2 separate regions of the Dromaius novaehollandiae genome follow, and region 2 is linked to region 1. The links are chromatin contacts, called in public Hi-C maps. All regions are on one chromosome and are shown on one strand. Each heading gives the region's core, a stretch centred on a gene start, on an enhancer-like site or on the middle of the called end of the contact. The rest is flanking DNA. Distances are from core to core; before and after follow the strand shown. Region 1 has its middle 32 kb from the start of AKAP6. Region 2 holds the start of ARHGAP5 (Rho GTPase activating protein 5).

Region 1 (2,773 bases), core at 165-2,664:
GCCTTTGGCACAGCTCCGTGAACAGCCGCTTGGCAGGCCTGTTCAAAGGGCAGGGCTGGGGAACGAAACCGATACGAGCTGGGGGAAAGGTTGGGTGGATGGACAGCTACTGTGCACCAGCAAATTCATAGTAACACTTTGTATGCGGGCTCTTAACCAGCAAAACTTTAAGGTAATTTGAATTAGCCCATTTTCACTGCAGTTCATTAGTACAAGCTGCTATGTAGACTAAATAGCTCTGCTTATTAGTCAGACTAATTCATTTAGGTGATAGTACTGGAATACTGCAGTGATATCTCTGTCTTGTTTCCGGTGCTTGAACTAATGCATTTGGAGGCAGCTTGGGTAGCTCAGCTCAGGTTTGACTTGTGTGGTGCAGACCTACCCTTGATTTACCATTTAACAGAGCTATGCCAGACCAGTCTGGCACATGGAGCAAGAGTATGCAGTTGCAATGACTCCATGTCCACTGGAGATCAGGTCAAAATTGATCCAAATCAGCCCAGAAGTAATACTCGCAAACATCTAGGTATACTAAAAAATGTAATGTGTTACTTAGGAATATCTAGGCTGCAGCTAAAATATGTTGTAAGACTTTTTCTCTCTGCTAAACAAAATCCAATTTTTGCAGCTGAGATGTATATGCAGTTGTCTCTTCACTTTACTAAAAGTAGCCTTCAGCAAAAAGGTTTAAAATCTTGAAAACACATTATAAGACATTAAGGTAGTGGGAAGCGTATTTTCTTCTTTTATAGGTATATCTTTTGGTCAGTGCTTTAATGCAATGATTGATGAAAATGCTGTCTATGGCTGACATCTGGGATTATTAATGGATGTAGAATCAAATTTCTTTGGCATTAGAGAAAAAGAGTGACCTGTGTCTCACTAGATAAAATGCTCAAGTGGGAATGGACCTTCAGTTTAATTTTAGATATTACATTTTGAAACTGTTTTACTTTGTCAGGCTAATAAACAATGCTTATAGCACCTATTGCTAAAGTCTGTGATATGCATGAAAATGTGTAACTTGGTAGTGGACAAGTGCTTTGAATCTTATGGCTAAAATCTGAAGCTTTGATATGTGCAAAATTCTAACAGAAGCCAAAAGGATGTCAAGTAAAAAGCAAACAGACATGTTTAGAAGGTTGCTCTGTCATTTTTACCTTTTACAGCACTCCACGAGTTAAAAGCAGAGCCCTGCACAAGGCTGCTGTTGTGAGATGCCAACTCAAGGATTTTTAATGCTGTAAGACAAAGGGTTCCCTTAGCTAAAAATAATCTTTTCTTTCCTCCTGTTCCTAAGCTTTTTCCTCCAGGGAGCAGATTCATTATGCTGTGTGTATGTGTTCAGTGCATTGCAGGAGTTACTGAGGTTTGATGACGTCACGACTCTAAGCCTTCCTCTTTTGCCACAAGGTCTGCACTCTTAGCTATTGCCTTTTGTGTCTCACTAAAATGCCACTTTCATGTAGTACTGTGCTTTATGCCTACGTAAAAGACAGCATTTGCCATTCTAGGTCAGTAAATTTGCAAAGGGAGAGCACCAGTAAAGCAAGTGGGCTTTTTTACTGTCAGACAAAGCTGTCTCTGGATTTTAGGGCTAGCTAATCAAACAAAACAAAACACACACCTCATCAAGATTTTACGTGGTTCACTTGTCAGGCAGAAGTGTGCCTGGAATCCATTTCCAGCAGAGGTCAGAGATCAGCAGTGCTCAGGCAGCCAAGGGAGTGATTCCCCTGTGACACTTTTGCTGTGTTTTGATGAAAGTGAAAGCCATGTGGTACATGGATGAAAAAGCGAACAGATTTTTTTTTTTCCTGTGGCAGTGCTGAATTTTGAAGCTAAACACAGCAGGTAGGAAGAGTCTACATATTTGAAAAGCACCAGTATATCTCAACACCAAAGCACTTATCTCTCTGTCATTTTAACCCATTGCTATATTCCTTACACAAGTCCACATTTCTGAGATTCACAGTACTGTCATTTTTTCTCTGAAGAGACTGGGTACTTCTCTTAATTAATCTCTCACTGAGACTGGGAGAATTGTGTTTGTCCACATATGTAACAGATGAGACGATGCAATGTGGCAAATAATACATATCATATCTTAACAGAAATAGTATATTTTCCCAGTAGAACTGGTCATGCTAACTTAAGTATTTCAGTGATATATATTGGAGTATTACCTGATGATGGGACTAAAAGTCAAGGTTTTAATCCTTTACTATGGCTTCTTTGACTGTGCCAGAAACAATATCTTGTTCATATATTTGATTATATAATTATATTCTCCTGACAGAGTTTTTCCTTTCAATGGTTGGCATGCCTCCTATTTCCCACCCTTTGTCTATTATATAGTGTTGATTGCATTGTATTGCCACATTTTGAGGGTCGTTTAATGCAAATGCATCCATCTCTTATATATGTAGCTTTTTCCCTATGCATTTTTCTGAAGCTTGATGAACAAGTAATTTTTATAAGTCAATAAATAATAATAAAACTGCAAAAGCCACCTAGAAAAAATTATCAAGGGATTTTATGACTCAGGGGATCAGTAATGAAATACAGGGTTTTTCACCTCTAGGGCACTGATTCAAATATAACCTAGGTCATTAGTGAGCAAAAAATCATTACCAGCAGCTGTTCAGTGACCTACAGAATGTGAAATGAGTTTGCGGTCTCAGTACACTTTCTACTACATACGTATACAGAAAAATCACATTTAAAGTTTGCCTCCCTGCTGGTGTTCTCACTGGAGAAAATAAAATCT
Region 2 (2,724 bases), core at 35-2,534, 78 kb before region 1:
CAGAATCATATTGTTATTAAGTATTATGGTGACAAATAAAATGTTCAAAACTTGGAATGTACCAGGAATAAGGCTGCTAGTGAAACATTAATTTGTTCCTTTGTACATAGACATGAGAATGGTAATAGTCATAAATGTTGCTTTGCCCCAAAAGTCCCTACCTTCTGCAGTGGACAGAGTAGATTAGCATCTACTTACTAATATTTTTCCTTGTGTCCCATGCCTCACCTACCGCACGGTCCTGAAACCCAGCTCTGAGGGCAGGGCTCCAAATACCCACGTTGGCCACTCTGCAAGACCAGCATGAGTGCTTCACTAGCATTAATTAGCACCCAGAAAGCCTCTGCTGGAAGGAAGGAGATTTTACTTTCCCTTACACATCAGCAAAACGGTGGCATGTGGAGATAATGGTGAAAAATGTGCACTAAACTTGGGAGCTTAATCCGACTCCTGCGTTTTCAAAGCACTGCGTATCACTTGCAAAGCAACGCGCTGTGCCCACCTCACCGGCGGGCAGGCAGGCAAGTCACACCCATGGGCCACAGAGTATGCTCGGCCGCCAGTTCTCATCTTTTTTTAATGGATAAAAAGATGTGATGTTACAGACATGCTAAATCTGGAAAATATTATGAAGAGTTATATGCAGCTTGAAGAGAAAGAAGTGAGGAACACTGGGCTGACCACCCCAACTCGCTGTTATCTTCAGCTCTGCCCCAACTGGGCACCGTCCTCTTTCTCTGTGGACTTGCCTCCCAGCCTGTTGGGGCCTGGAGCAAGGGCCGCAGGTGCCATTCTGAGGCTGCAGAGACTTTGTGCTCCCCTGTTCGTAGCCTTTGCGCAAGGCAGAAGGCAGCCACCTGTAAGGGTGCTTCCACCCCGCAGACAGGGGAAGGAGAAGAGGGAGTGTGTCCGTCCAGGACAGGCAGGGAACCTGCGCGGGCACCTGCGCCAGCCCTGGGAGGGAGTATGGAGTTGCTCTCTGGGATTCGGGGGCGGATTTAGAGGCCAGGCGCCCTCCCTTCCCCGCGCCAGCAGGGCCGAGCAGCACGCCGCGTCCCCTGCCCGCCGCGCGGACAGACACCTTTAAGTTTCGCTCACGCAACGCGGCGAGCTCTCGGCCTGACTCTGTCTGAGGCGGGACTAGAACCCGCGTCCCACCGCTCCGCGGCTCCCGGCGCTGGCCACCGGGACATGAGCGAGCGGCCTGGCGCGCGTGCCCGGGCGGGCTGGGAGGGGGAGGTGCGGCGGCGCGCGTGCGCGCGCAGCTGGCGGCCGGCGGCCGGCGGCGCGCACCATCCCAGGCTTCCCAGGGAATCCAGCGGCGGCAGGAAGAGGCTCTTCCCCGCGCACGCGCAGCTGGCCGGGCGCGCGCGCTGAGCCGCGGCGGCGGGAGGGAGGGGGGAGGGGAGGGAAGCTGCTGAGGTAAAGTTAGGGGGAGAGAGAGACTCCGTCAGCGAAGCGAGAGCCGTCGGCGGCCGCCATTACTGAGCCGAGAGCGCCGGGGAGAGGAGCGGGGAGGCGGGACGGGACTGTGGCGGCCGGGAGCGCTCGGGAGGCGCGGGCCGGAGAGCGGAGAGAGCCCCGCGGGGAGGAGAAGCCGCCGGGGGCGCCGGCGCGGAGGGAGCGTCCCGGGAATGCTGGTGCTCCCGCCGCCGCGGAGGAGCCGGATCCCGACGGTGCGAGGTGAGGGGAGGAATCCGGTCCCCCGGGAGCTGGCCCGGCCCCCGCCCGGACCGGCGGCGCGGCGCGGAGCGGAGCGGGCCGGCCGGGCGGCGGGGGGAGGCGGCGGCCGGCGAGCCGGTGCGGCGGCCGCTGGCTGTAACCAGTTCGGGGGGCTTGGGCCGGCGCGGGGAGAGGGCAGCCGGCTGCCCCCGGCCCCCGGGCGCCTCGGCGCCGGGGAGGGGCGGCGGGAAGGGCAGGGAGCGGAGCGCCTGGTCCCAGACAGGTGATGAAGGCCTGAGCAATGGGAGGGTCTGAGCCTGCTGTACGAGGCTGCCAGCTGGTCACGGCTCTCCGGGGAGGGAGGAAGGCAGGAAGGGGAGCTTCCCTGCTCCTCTCTTCTTCCTTCCTTCCTCATTCCCCTCTTCCCTCTCTACTCCTTCGGCTTCCTCCCTCCCTTCCTTCCCTCCTGCCTGTCTTTTTTCTCCTTTCTGCTCCCCTCTCTCTGTACCTCTTTTTCTCCTCTTCTCCCTTCTTTACTCGTTCTCGTGTTCTCTATTCTTTTCCTTCTCTTAACAGATGCGAGCAGTTGTCAGTTTTCCTCCTTCTCTTCATCTGCAAATATTGCTTTAAATTAAATCTCAGAAAACTTCACTCTCCTAATGACGTGTGTTCATTTCTGTTTTTCCACCAGGTGGATTTTAAGCCTTTGAAATAGGGTAGCCAGTTGCAGTCTTGCAGCTTTCAAGCATTTTGAATCCCTTCAACCGGCATAACCTTTAGACTCTCTCCACCCAAGAAAAGCACTGGTGATACACAGATATAACACCACAGTTTGTTAAATATAGAATAAAAGGGGTGTAAAACTCCGATACGTTAAAAATAGAAGAAAGGCTGTTTGCTCAGGAAATGAAGAAACACTCGCCACTTTCCCCCCAGAATCCACTCCACCCTTCCTCTGTATCCCCCTTTGCCCTCTCTTGTATTGCTTTTAGTATCCTTAGTGTTGAAGATTTCCTTAATAAGTAGGAGGCAAATGTTTTTGATCGAGACCAAAATAGGCCT

Evidence for each region. Hi-C and Micro-C count contacts between places; a contact is called where the count stands out from the background.
Region 2: a contact with region 1 is called in a Hi-C map of liver, with 4 times the contacts expected there. The contact joins the promoter of ARHGAP5 here to the enhancer-like site in region 1. A contact is called at or near these places in 3 of 4 Hi-C or Micro-C datasets (brain, liver and ovary).

What each region holds. Positions count from the first base shown.
Region 1 is chr5:31,014,457-31,017,229 of bDroNov1.hap1, reverse strand. No RefSeq gene overlaps it. Among named protein-coding and RNA genes, the nearest start is that of AKAP6, 32 kb to the right of the region's middle. Within about 2 kb of position 1,414, at least 2 of the 2 cell types and tissues checked have open chromatin away from gene starts, as enhancers often do.
Region 2 is chr5:31,092,798-31,095,521 of bDroNov1.hap1, reverse strand. It overlaps ARHGAP5 (Rho GTPase activating protein 5), which reads left to right and starts at 1,284. Exons shown (of 8, transcript XM_064512375.1): 1 at 1,284-1,683.